Linked DNA regions of Mus musculus: region 2 is linked to region 1. Evidence: chromatin contacts called from public promoter capture Hi-C data. All regions are on one chromosome and are shown on one strand. The core of a region is the stretch at or near the end of the contact, and the rest is flanking DNA. Distances in the headings are between cores, read along the strand shown.

Region 1 (4,309 bases), core at 852-3,351:
GCCTCCAGATTATTGAGCCTGTGATGTGACCCGGCAGTATCCACATTAGCTTGTTTAAGCCTCCTATCACTCTAGAGATAGGAGGAATCATTGTACCATCCCACAAGGGAAAGGCAGAGGCCCCAAGAAGGCTTTGGCAGGTTGTTAGAGGGAGCGCAGGCCCCAGCAACGGTTACCCGAGCAATGTACCTCCCTGCCACCTCCAGGTACTGGGAATGTCAACATCGAGGAGGCAGAGAAGCTGCTGAAGCCCTACCTGAACCGATACCCCAAGGTGAGACCAGTCCCTGCTGGGCACTCCCACCCCACCAGTACCCAGTGGACCCACCCGGATCCTCACGAGTATCATTGCAGGGCGCCATCTTCCTGTTCTTTGCTGGGCGGATTGAAGCTATCAAAGGAAATATTGATGCTGTGAGTGATGTGGGGCTTTCTTGGGGTATCCCAGCCCAGCAAGACGTTAGATACATAGAGGCCATACTCGGGGATAGGGTGAGCCCAGGAAGGGGCAGGGGTAGGAGAAGCATTCTGTCAGAGGTGGTCTGGGAGGAGAGAGGTGCCTTTTGATAGGAAGATATAGGATTCTGACATTCCTGATCAGGAAAAGCTGCTGTCCCCCCGGGGCATGGGTGACTAGGCTGGATTCGGTGAATAGGGTAGGGGTGGGAGTGAGGAAGGAGGAGAAAGGGCCATGGAAAGGGATTGGGCAATGTTTTTCAACCTGTGGGTCATGACCCTTTTGGGGCCAAATGACCCTTTCACGGGAGTCACCTAAGACCATCAGAAGAAAACTTTAGATATTTACAGTTCACAACAGTAACAAAATTACAGTTATGAAGTAGCAATGAAAATAATTGTATGGTTGGGAATCACTACAACACGAGGAACTGTATTAAAAGGTCACAGCATTAGTAAGGGTGAGAACCACTGAGCTAGAGACAGGGAAGGTCACAGCCATGGCAAAGCTCAGAGAACTATGCCAATATAGAAGGCTACATTCCAGAGTCCTGGAAATCTCCAGCGAGCCCTCGCAGGATAAATCCCTGGCTGTGAGTAACCATGGAAACTACTGGACTCTTTGGTGTTCTTTCTGAGGTCCAGACATTATTGTATTAGTATATTAACACCTTCTGGGACTGGATGGATGGCCCAGTTGGTAAGCTGCTTGGCACAAAAGGATAAGACCTGAGTTTAGTCCCCAGCACCCATGTGAAAAAGCCAGACATGGTGGCATGAGGTTTGTTGACCAGCCAGCCTAGCCTAATCGGGGAACCCCAGGTCTCAGCGAGAAACCCTGTCTCAAGATAAAGATGGATAGCTCCTGAGGAAAGGTGCTTGGGGTTGGCTCCACCCACATCCATGCCCACGTGCACACAGGGATGGGAGAATTACAGCCTCAACAGCTTGTACCTTCTGTCCCCTCCCCCAGTGTGCTCTGCTCGGAGCTCTCACTCAGGGACCAGATCTCTAGAATCCATACGAGGGGGCAAGCATCATGGATCGTCAATGAGGCTTAGTGTCGCGCCAGTACAGGAAGCCAGATTCCCTGGCTTCCAGACGCCCGTGCCTTGGGGGAGGCCATCCCTGCTGTGGGCTGTGGGGCCAGGTGGGGCCTCCCTGAGCTGGCCTGTGCTTGTCCCAGGCTGTCCTATGGGGGCCCGCTGGGCCTCCCTAAGCTGGCCTCTGCTTGTCCCAGGCTGTCCTATGGGGGCCCACTGGGCCTCCCTAAGCTGGCCTGTGCTTGTCCCAGGCTGTCCTATGGGGGTCCGGTGGGCCTCCCTGAGCTGACCTCTGCTTGTCCCAGGCTGTCCGGCGGTTTGAGGAGTGCTGCGAGGCCCAGCAGCACTGGAAGCAGTTTCACCACATGTGCTACTGGGAGCTGATGTGGTGCTTTACCTACAAGGGCCAGTGGAAAATGGCCTACTTCTACGCCGACCTGCTGAGCAAGGAGAACTCCTGGTCCAAGGTAAGCTGACACTGTGGGTCAGGGGTCGCCCCGATAAGCCATGGAGCCTCGGAGCTAAGGGCCAAACCCCTGACTGAACACAGATTTGTCCCCTGGCATCTAAACAGAACCAAATGTTTGAACAGGACTCAGGGTTGGGAGGAGGGAAAAGCTGTGACCAGCAGAGAAACTGGACTTGGTGCTGGGGATTGATCCAGGGCCCTGTCTATCCACGCTAAGCATCCCCTGCTTCCCGAGTTACACCCCTCCAACTCCGAAGTGTCAGCGTATCTACCTATCACATGTCTAGCAAGTGCTGTCTAATCACACTGGCTACTGTGGCAGGGGTGTCTTTCTTCTGTGCTACCCCAGTGTGGCAGCCACCAGCCACATGGACACATCACCAACACATTGTTTACACTTTATGTGTTTTAAATCAAAGGGCTCCAAGTAGGCCTAAGAAGGTAAAACCTTTGAAGGGGAGCCAGGGAGGGTGAAAGCCCAGAGCAAGAAATGCACGGGCTCAGGGCTCGGGTACTCCCGAGAGGCTCTGTGTCCACTGGGTAAGGGCTGTGGTATGAAAGTGAGGCCGGATGCCAGAAGCCACTTGCTGGAAGCTGACAGGTACTGTGTGCCTGGCACAGCCTGGGTTTCCTACTGCAGTGAGGTAAACATTTGTGGAATGAGAGGGCAAACAGCTGACACCAGGGAGAAGGCCTTGGATCAGAAGTGACTGTGGTCTACCCGATGTCCCTGGATGACTTGACTGTAAATGAGTCACTGCATACTCCAGCCTGACTCCTGGTTGTCAGTGAGTGGAAGAGGTCTGTCAGGGTGGGGGCAGGGAGGCCGTAAGAGAAAGTCTTCACAGGCAAAAGCCCAGAGGGTCTATGGAGGGATGGGGAAGAGATGCCATCAGACGATCCTGTGTTTGGGGCAGGTCATGGAAAGCCTGACAGGTCCTTCGAGCTTTATTATAGCGGGGGCAGAAAGGACCTTGAATTCTTGTGCTTGCTGGGCACTCTCGGTGGCAGGCCTAGGCCAGGATACAGAGAGAACAAAGAGAAGACACTGAAGGCACAGAGCCATGAAGAACAGAAGATATACCATGTTTGATGACTTTCAGTGAAAAAACTCCCCAGTCAGGGACAACATGGGGTACAGTCAAGAGGTAGGCCATATATGTCTTGAAGGACTGCTGTGGGCTACAGGTGGAGCCCCACTCCCACCCCACCCCCATCTGGATCAAGGCAATGGCTGGGATTAAAAGCTTGTGCCACCATGTCCAGCTGTCATGTCCCACATTCTCCTGTGGCTTACTGATTTCCTTCTGTCCCTATCCCCTTGTCCCGTCATGTGACTCATGGACTATGTGTTCCCCTTGCCTATATGAGACCATGTATTAACTATCTCCCATAGTTAATATGAAAAATGAGCTACTATTCAATAACTCATTTTTTGTGTGTGCTAGAACATATATTTGGCACATGAATCTGTGAAGGAGGCCAGACACTGGCTTCCAGATGTCATTCTCTCTTGCTCTCTATCTTATTTTTTGAAGTGATATCTCTTCATGGAATATGAACCTTGTCATTTCAGCTATGTGGGCTTGCCAGTGAACCCTAGGGACTTCCTGTATTTGCCCTGCTTCAACTCTGCCCCACTTGCCAGTCCCAAACTGGGGTTACAGACACCTGCAAGGAAGCCTAGCTTTATGCATGTGCTGACGAACTCAGGTTCTCACACGTATGCAGTGAGCATTTTATACACTGAGCCATTACCCATTACCCAGACTTTTTTTTCCTGTCTGTTTTTTATGTCAACTTGATATAAACTGGCGTCATCTGGAAGGAGGTAACTTCAACAGAGAAAATGCCCCCCATAAGATCAGACTGTAGGCAAGCCTGGAGGATTTTTTTTTTTTTTTTTTAAGATTAGTGATTGATGTGGGAGGGTGATGTCACCCTGAGCTGGTGGTCCTGGGTTTCATAAGAAAGCAGGCTGAATAAGCCACGAGGAGTAAGGCAGTAAGCAGCCCCCCTCACGGCCTCTGCATCAGCTCCTGCCTCCAGGTTCCTGCCCTGCTTGAGTTCCTGCCCTTGCTGCTCTCTGTGATGAACTGTTCTATGGAACTGTGAGTCCAATCAACCCTTTCCTCCTCTGTGTGTCACGATGTTTCACCTCAGCCATAGAAACCCAAACTAAGACAAGTCTCTCATTCCAGCCTGGGCCTAGAACCCACGTAGCTTAGGCTGTCCGTAAACTTGAAGCCATTTTCCTGCCTTAGGCTAACAATTGTTAGGATTTCAGGTGAGAGACATCACCTCATGCTAAGATCTTTTAAAAATTAATTTTGGGGGGTAG
Region 2 (4,777 bases), core at 1,641-4,140, 540 kb after region 1:
GCTTTTTCTGCCCGGGTCCCGGCAGGCGGAGAAGGTCTGGGGCGCTATGCACTAGCATAATATTGCCTGAGGATATGCCCAGTGCTGAGTGTGCATACTCGCGACCTGGTTTGGCTGGGTCCACAGGCGAACATGCTTAAGAGAGCACACTGTGGAGTTAAACTTTTTGAAAGGGTCCCTTAGGTGGGAGAACGTCAGAGGTGAGCGCACCCCCCCCCCCCGTGTGTACATGAAAGGTGTGTCCGACCCTGCACTGAGGTCCTAAGGGTGGAGTTCTGTTGGGATGTGCGTGGTGGTGGTGGTGGTGATGATGATGGGTCTTCCTTGTCCTCCTGTTGGATATGTGCTCCCTAAGGCTAGCGGCTTAGCTGGGTCACTTCCAGTCCTCTCCATTTTGGGCAGGGCTCCTATCAGCAGAAGCTAACATCAGGAAGGGCCTGGGAAGCCGACAAGGGCATGGTTCTCTCAGTCCAGAACAAGCCTTTTTTTTCCTGATTCCTTCCTTAATTCTTCACGTGAATGCCCCCATCGGCGACTTGGGAAAAGAGAGCTTGGAAACTCAGACCCGGGGAGATATCAACTAGAGGAAAGAGCATCCGGATCGGGGTACACCCTGTGGTTTGGCCTGAGCTGTTTTGCAGGATGCGATACCTCCTGCCTTTTAAGAAAAGGAAGTTCAGCCCGGCATGGTGGCTCAGGACTTTAATCCCAGCACTGGAAAGGCAGAGGCAGGCGGATCTCTGTGTGTTCAGAGTCCAGCCTGGTCTACAAAGCGAGTCTAGGCAGGGCTTGTTACACTATGAAACAACCCTGTCTGTGGGAAAGGAAGAAACAAAACAAGACAAGACAAAACAGGTTCGATCCAGCTCAAAGCAAGAGCTGGGGTTCCGGTAACCGTTGTCGTCTCCATCTAAGTGTCAGGACATCTAAGTGCGCAAGCCTCAGGTGCGAGAAAAGTTAGGCCACCCTTCCCAGAAAACTAAGCGGATCTGGTTAGGTTATTTTGTTTGGGGGTCCACATTTTTTTTCTGAAATATTCCCCCCAAAAGCTCTAAAAGCAGGCGAGTAGAAGCCTCGCGTGGAATCTGGCAGCACGCGAAGCCTCCCTGCCCCTCCCTCCCACAGGCCAGCACTCAGGCATAGTCAGAGTTATTCTACCCTCTGGCCCCTGGAGATCTCGAGACCCTTAACTCCCTATCAAATCCTTTCTCCCGGCTCTGGAGAACTTTCCCTGTGGCGGGCACCAGGCTACTATTCTATATTATTCGTGTCCAGGCTCCTTTGAAACAGGCCTGGCGAACTTTCTGGAAGCTGTCTGCTAGATTCTGAGGCTCAACGCCCCTTCTTATCTCCCCCAGTCGGATCCTCAGTTGGCTCCTTGGGCGGAGCGCATCCTGACCCTTGCAGGACCATGGTTCTGTTTTGGGGTCCTGCTGATCTCCTCTTCTTTCCAGTCCCAGTCGCGGGTCCTCCTGAGGCAGGCTCTGGGTGCCTAGCAGATGACCGTCTGCAGTGGCAGAGACCCGACTTCCGACGCCCAAGGGTTTCTAAAAATCAATGCCAAAACGCACGGCAGGGATCGGAAAGGGAGTAAGGAGATAGTTTCGCATTTCATTTAAACGAATTTTCTTTACTCTGAAGGAGAAAAGTAGAAAGCAAAAATGAGAGTAACAGAATGTTAGCCTCAAAGGCAAAGGAAAAGTCCGAGCTGGAGGGTGACACAGTCCAAGGATTTAAACATCAGTAACAGATGGGAATAACTAGGAAGAGATACAAAATTCGAACTTGTTACCTCCTCCGCAGACCCAAGGGGGTTCTCGGGCCGTGACGTCAGCACGGGTCGAGGAAGGCCAAGTCAAAGCAGGTCCAGTGCCCTCGCCCCCTGCGGAAGTCTTGTGGGCTGATGGGTCTGACCGTCTGGCCGGTTCCTCCAGCCTCCAGAGGATCTGGGGAGTCGCAAAGGCGGCTTTTTACTTTGGCTTTAAAAAAAAAAAGTTACAAGTAAACTTTGTTAATTTCAAACAGCCACAAAAAGAATTCCACAAAAAAGGGCAGCAAGATGCAAAGAAATTCGGAAAGGCAAGGAGGGCACAGGGGGCCGAGGGAAAGGGCAGGGGCGCAGGGAGAGGAGAAGCTGCAGCGCTTGGACCCACGTTCCTCCCGGGGCTCCTAGCTTGAAAACACAAATCCTTACAAATCGCACTTACCACTCCGTGACGCCCACGGTGTCAGGACTTTGCAAACGAAGAAACTAAGCATTAAAGGTGATAGAGGGCGGGGGAAGGGAGCAAACCGGCTCTCAACTACCTCGGAGCCCGTCGGACGTGGAAGCACACGGTCACGGTCAGAAGGAAGCCAGCAAAAACCATCTTGGCAAGTCTGCGGTGAACGCCCTCCCTCCCCCACCCCGGCACCCGGGTTCCACTCCCACTTCGACAGCGGTAATTGAATTGTCACCTGCTCCTGTCCCGCCCCAGGCCTCCGGGGCCACTTGGGAAGCTAGGCCTTGCCAAGCGCCCCGGGCCAAGGGAGAGTGGCTCAGTGGAGCCGGAGCCCCAGGAGTAGAGGGGTTACACACGTCTACGCGGAGAGGCGCACCGGACACGGTAATTAGGAGCAATTCACACGCTCTCGGGCGCACGGAAACTTCTTGTCACGACATTTGCAACGCTCCTCCTCGCGCACTCCTTCCCTGGCGCCCCCTCCCATCCCGCAGGCACTCAGCAGAGCGTGCGGAGTTTCGAATCTTTCGGACACTGTAGAATGAGGGGCTCCCCGGGCGCGGGCCCGGCCAATCAGAGCGCCGACTGTCTCCCCTGGCCAATGGCAGGCGCCACATTGTTGTCCAATTCTGTCTAATGGAGCCCTGAGGAGCAACAATAGAGCGGGCGAGCGGCTCATTGAGAGCTGGCAGCGCCGGACTACCCGGCCCGGGGCGAGCGCAGCGTCCGGAGCGCACCGAGGGGACGCCGGTTGCAACCAGCCCGCCCTCGGCCAGGCCCCCGGCCCCGAGGCCCCTCCGGGGTGTTGGACTGCTGTGTTCCTAGAGGGGTCCGGAAGTTCGGACATGGTGGCTGAAGGAGGGTGACGTGGTCAGAGAAGGGGCCGGGGGCAGAGGGACGAGGCCAAGAGAGCCGAGGCGCGAGCCGAGCTGGGCGACGCGTGCTGCGCCAACAGAGGAGGAGCCCGGAGCTCGAGGCAGGTAGGGGAGGGCCGGCAGCCGAGCAGGGGAGGCGACCGGGTCGGTGGCCCCCGAGGGCGAGGCCCAGGCCCTGCCGGGCCTTGGGCATTGAGTGCTTGAGGGTCTGGGGGAAGAGGCCTCGGAGCACACGGTGCTCTGGGATTCCCAGACCCGGACCCCAGGAGCGGCTCCCGGCTCTGGCGGGGACCCGGGCTGCGTGGCGGGGAGTGGAGGCCGCGGCGGAAGCCAGGAGCAGGGCCTGCTGGGCCTTCTGCGGCTGCGGCGCAGGTGAGACTCTCGGGTCCCTTCAGGGTCAGTTTTGGAGGCGACTTCCTGGCCTCCTTTGAGGCCTGCTGGATTGTGCAAGTCCCAGAACCCTGGTCTGAGACCAACACTCTGGAACCTGCGCACAAGCGGGGTCCCAAGAGGTCCCAGGATGAGGAGGGCGTGTCTGAGGACTCAGTTCCTAAACTGGGAGGGGTGGGGGTTGGGTAAGAGGCATTGAGCAAAAGGACTCTGGCTCCTGCAAAGTCTAACTTTTCTGAAGATGTGCTTTCCTCTGACTACTCCAGACTAAAAGTCTAACCCCCAAGCCACAGGTTTCACCCTATCCCCGCCCTACCTTTTGCTGGAGATTTTTTTCCTAAGCAGCGCTGTCCCTCTCGGTGGACCTCAGTCCGGGTCGCCTTGTCAGCTGTTTCTGGACGTTTTTCTTGTTATTCAACTAATCTTTGAGCTAGGGTGGCCAGTCCAAAGAAAGTTTCTTCCGATGGCTTTTCTCTCTTCTCAGCTCTCCTACACTCAGTTCTGTGGAATAGAACTAACCCTTTAGAGGCTCAGACCACAGTATTTGCAGAATTCTTTTGGCTGTGATCCCAGGGCCATAAGCCGAACTTTGCCTCCAAGTTTTGTCTTCTAGTTCTTACCCTACTTCTAACAGGAAAAAATTCTTCAGTTCCTTTTTGCTCGAATTCCTCTGCTTCCACATTGAAAGCTACAATTAAGACCCCAGCCCAACCTGTTCACCTCCTCACCCCGCCTGCACATTTCTCTCCTCTTCACCTGTCCACCAAACGGGATCATTTTGCTCCTTTTTTTTTTTTTTTCTTGCTTTGCCTTTGACATCCGCTTGTTGGTCCCAAGTTTTCTCTGTAATCTGAGTCCCTTTCAGGCAAATATTTCTCTTTTCTCGACTCACCCCAATTAACCTAAGCTTTGGGCATAATATTTTCTTTCCAAATCCTCTTTACATTCAACTGCACCAATGACTTCCAAACGTTGTCTTGTTTTTTTCCCCTTGGCGGAACTACTGATTCAAACGAAATCTTACACGTGTAGTCAGATATAAGAGGTCAGTGGTGGGGGTGGGGGCGTACTTGTTTACAGGGAGCTTCCAGTTCGTTTCCCCAGCAGTTTGACAGCCACAAGTTTAGTTAAACTTGTACAACCAAAGTTTCCCAAAATGGGTTTCTGCAGGCCGTGCTTAAGCCTAGTGACTGTATTACCCTGACTCAGGTATCCCCACTTTCCCCACGCTAGGTCCAGCCATGGAGCTGCGCTCGGAGCTGCCCAGCGTGCCCGGTGCGGCGACAGCAG

Evidence for each region. Promoter capture Hi-C pulls out the DNA fragments that hold promoters and counts their contacts.
Region 2: a promoter capture Hi-C map of embryonic stem cells shows a contact between it and region 1, with 5 times the contacts expected there. The contact joins the promoter of Dmrta2 here to the enhancer-like site in region 1. A contact is called at or near these places in 3 of 39 promoter capture datasets (the C10 cell line, embryonic stem cells and stem cell-derived epiblast-like cells), 1 of 484 Hi-C or Micro-C datasets (embryonic stem cells), 5 of 115 datasets of contacts at active chromatin or transcription factors (astrocytes, bone marrow-derived macrophages, embryonic forebrain and 2 more) and 2 of 9 other capture datasets (adipose tissue and embryonic stem cells).

What each region holds. Positions count from the first base shown.
Region 1 is chr4:109,431,185-109,435,493 of GRCm38.p6, forward strand. Ttc39a (tetratricopeptide repeat domain 39A) reads left to right here. Exons shown (of 18, transcript NM_153392.2): 10 at 207-274; 11 at 355-414; 12 at 1,805-1,966. Among named protein-coding and RNA genes, the nearest start is that of Ttc39a, 26 kb to the left of the region's middle. Within about 2 kb of position 2,102, at least 73 of the 459 cell types and tissues checked have an H3K27ac peak or open chromatin away from gene starts, as enhancers often do. A contact at or near this core is called in astrocytes, where this site is marked.
Region 2 is chr4:109,975,135-109,979,911 of GRCm38.p6, forward strand. It overlaps Dmrta2 (doublesex and mab-3 related transcription factor like family A2), which reads left to right and starts at 2,891. Exons shown (of 3, transcript NM_172296.2): 1 at 2,891-3,202; 2 at 4,721-4,777. The coding sequence starts at 4,729. Dmrta2os (a long non-coding RNA gene) reads right to left here and starts at 4,478. Exons shown (of 4, transcript XR_868017.3): 1 at 3,804-4,478; 2 at 2,208-3,652; 3 at 1,793-1,979; 4 at 1-1,635.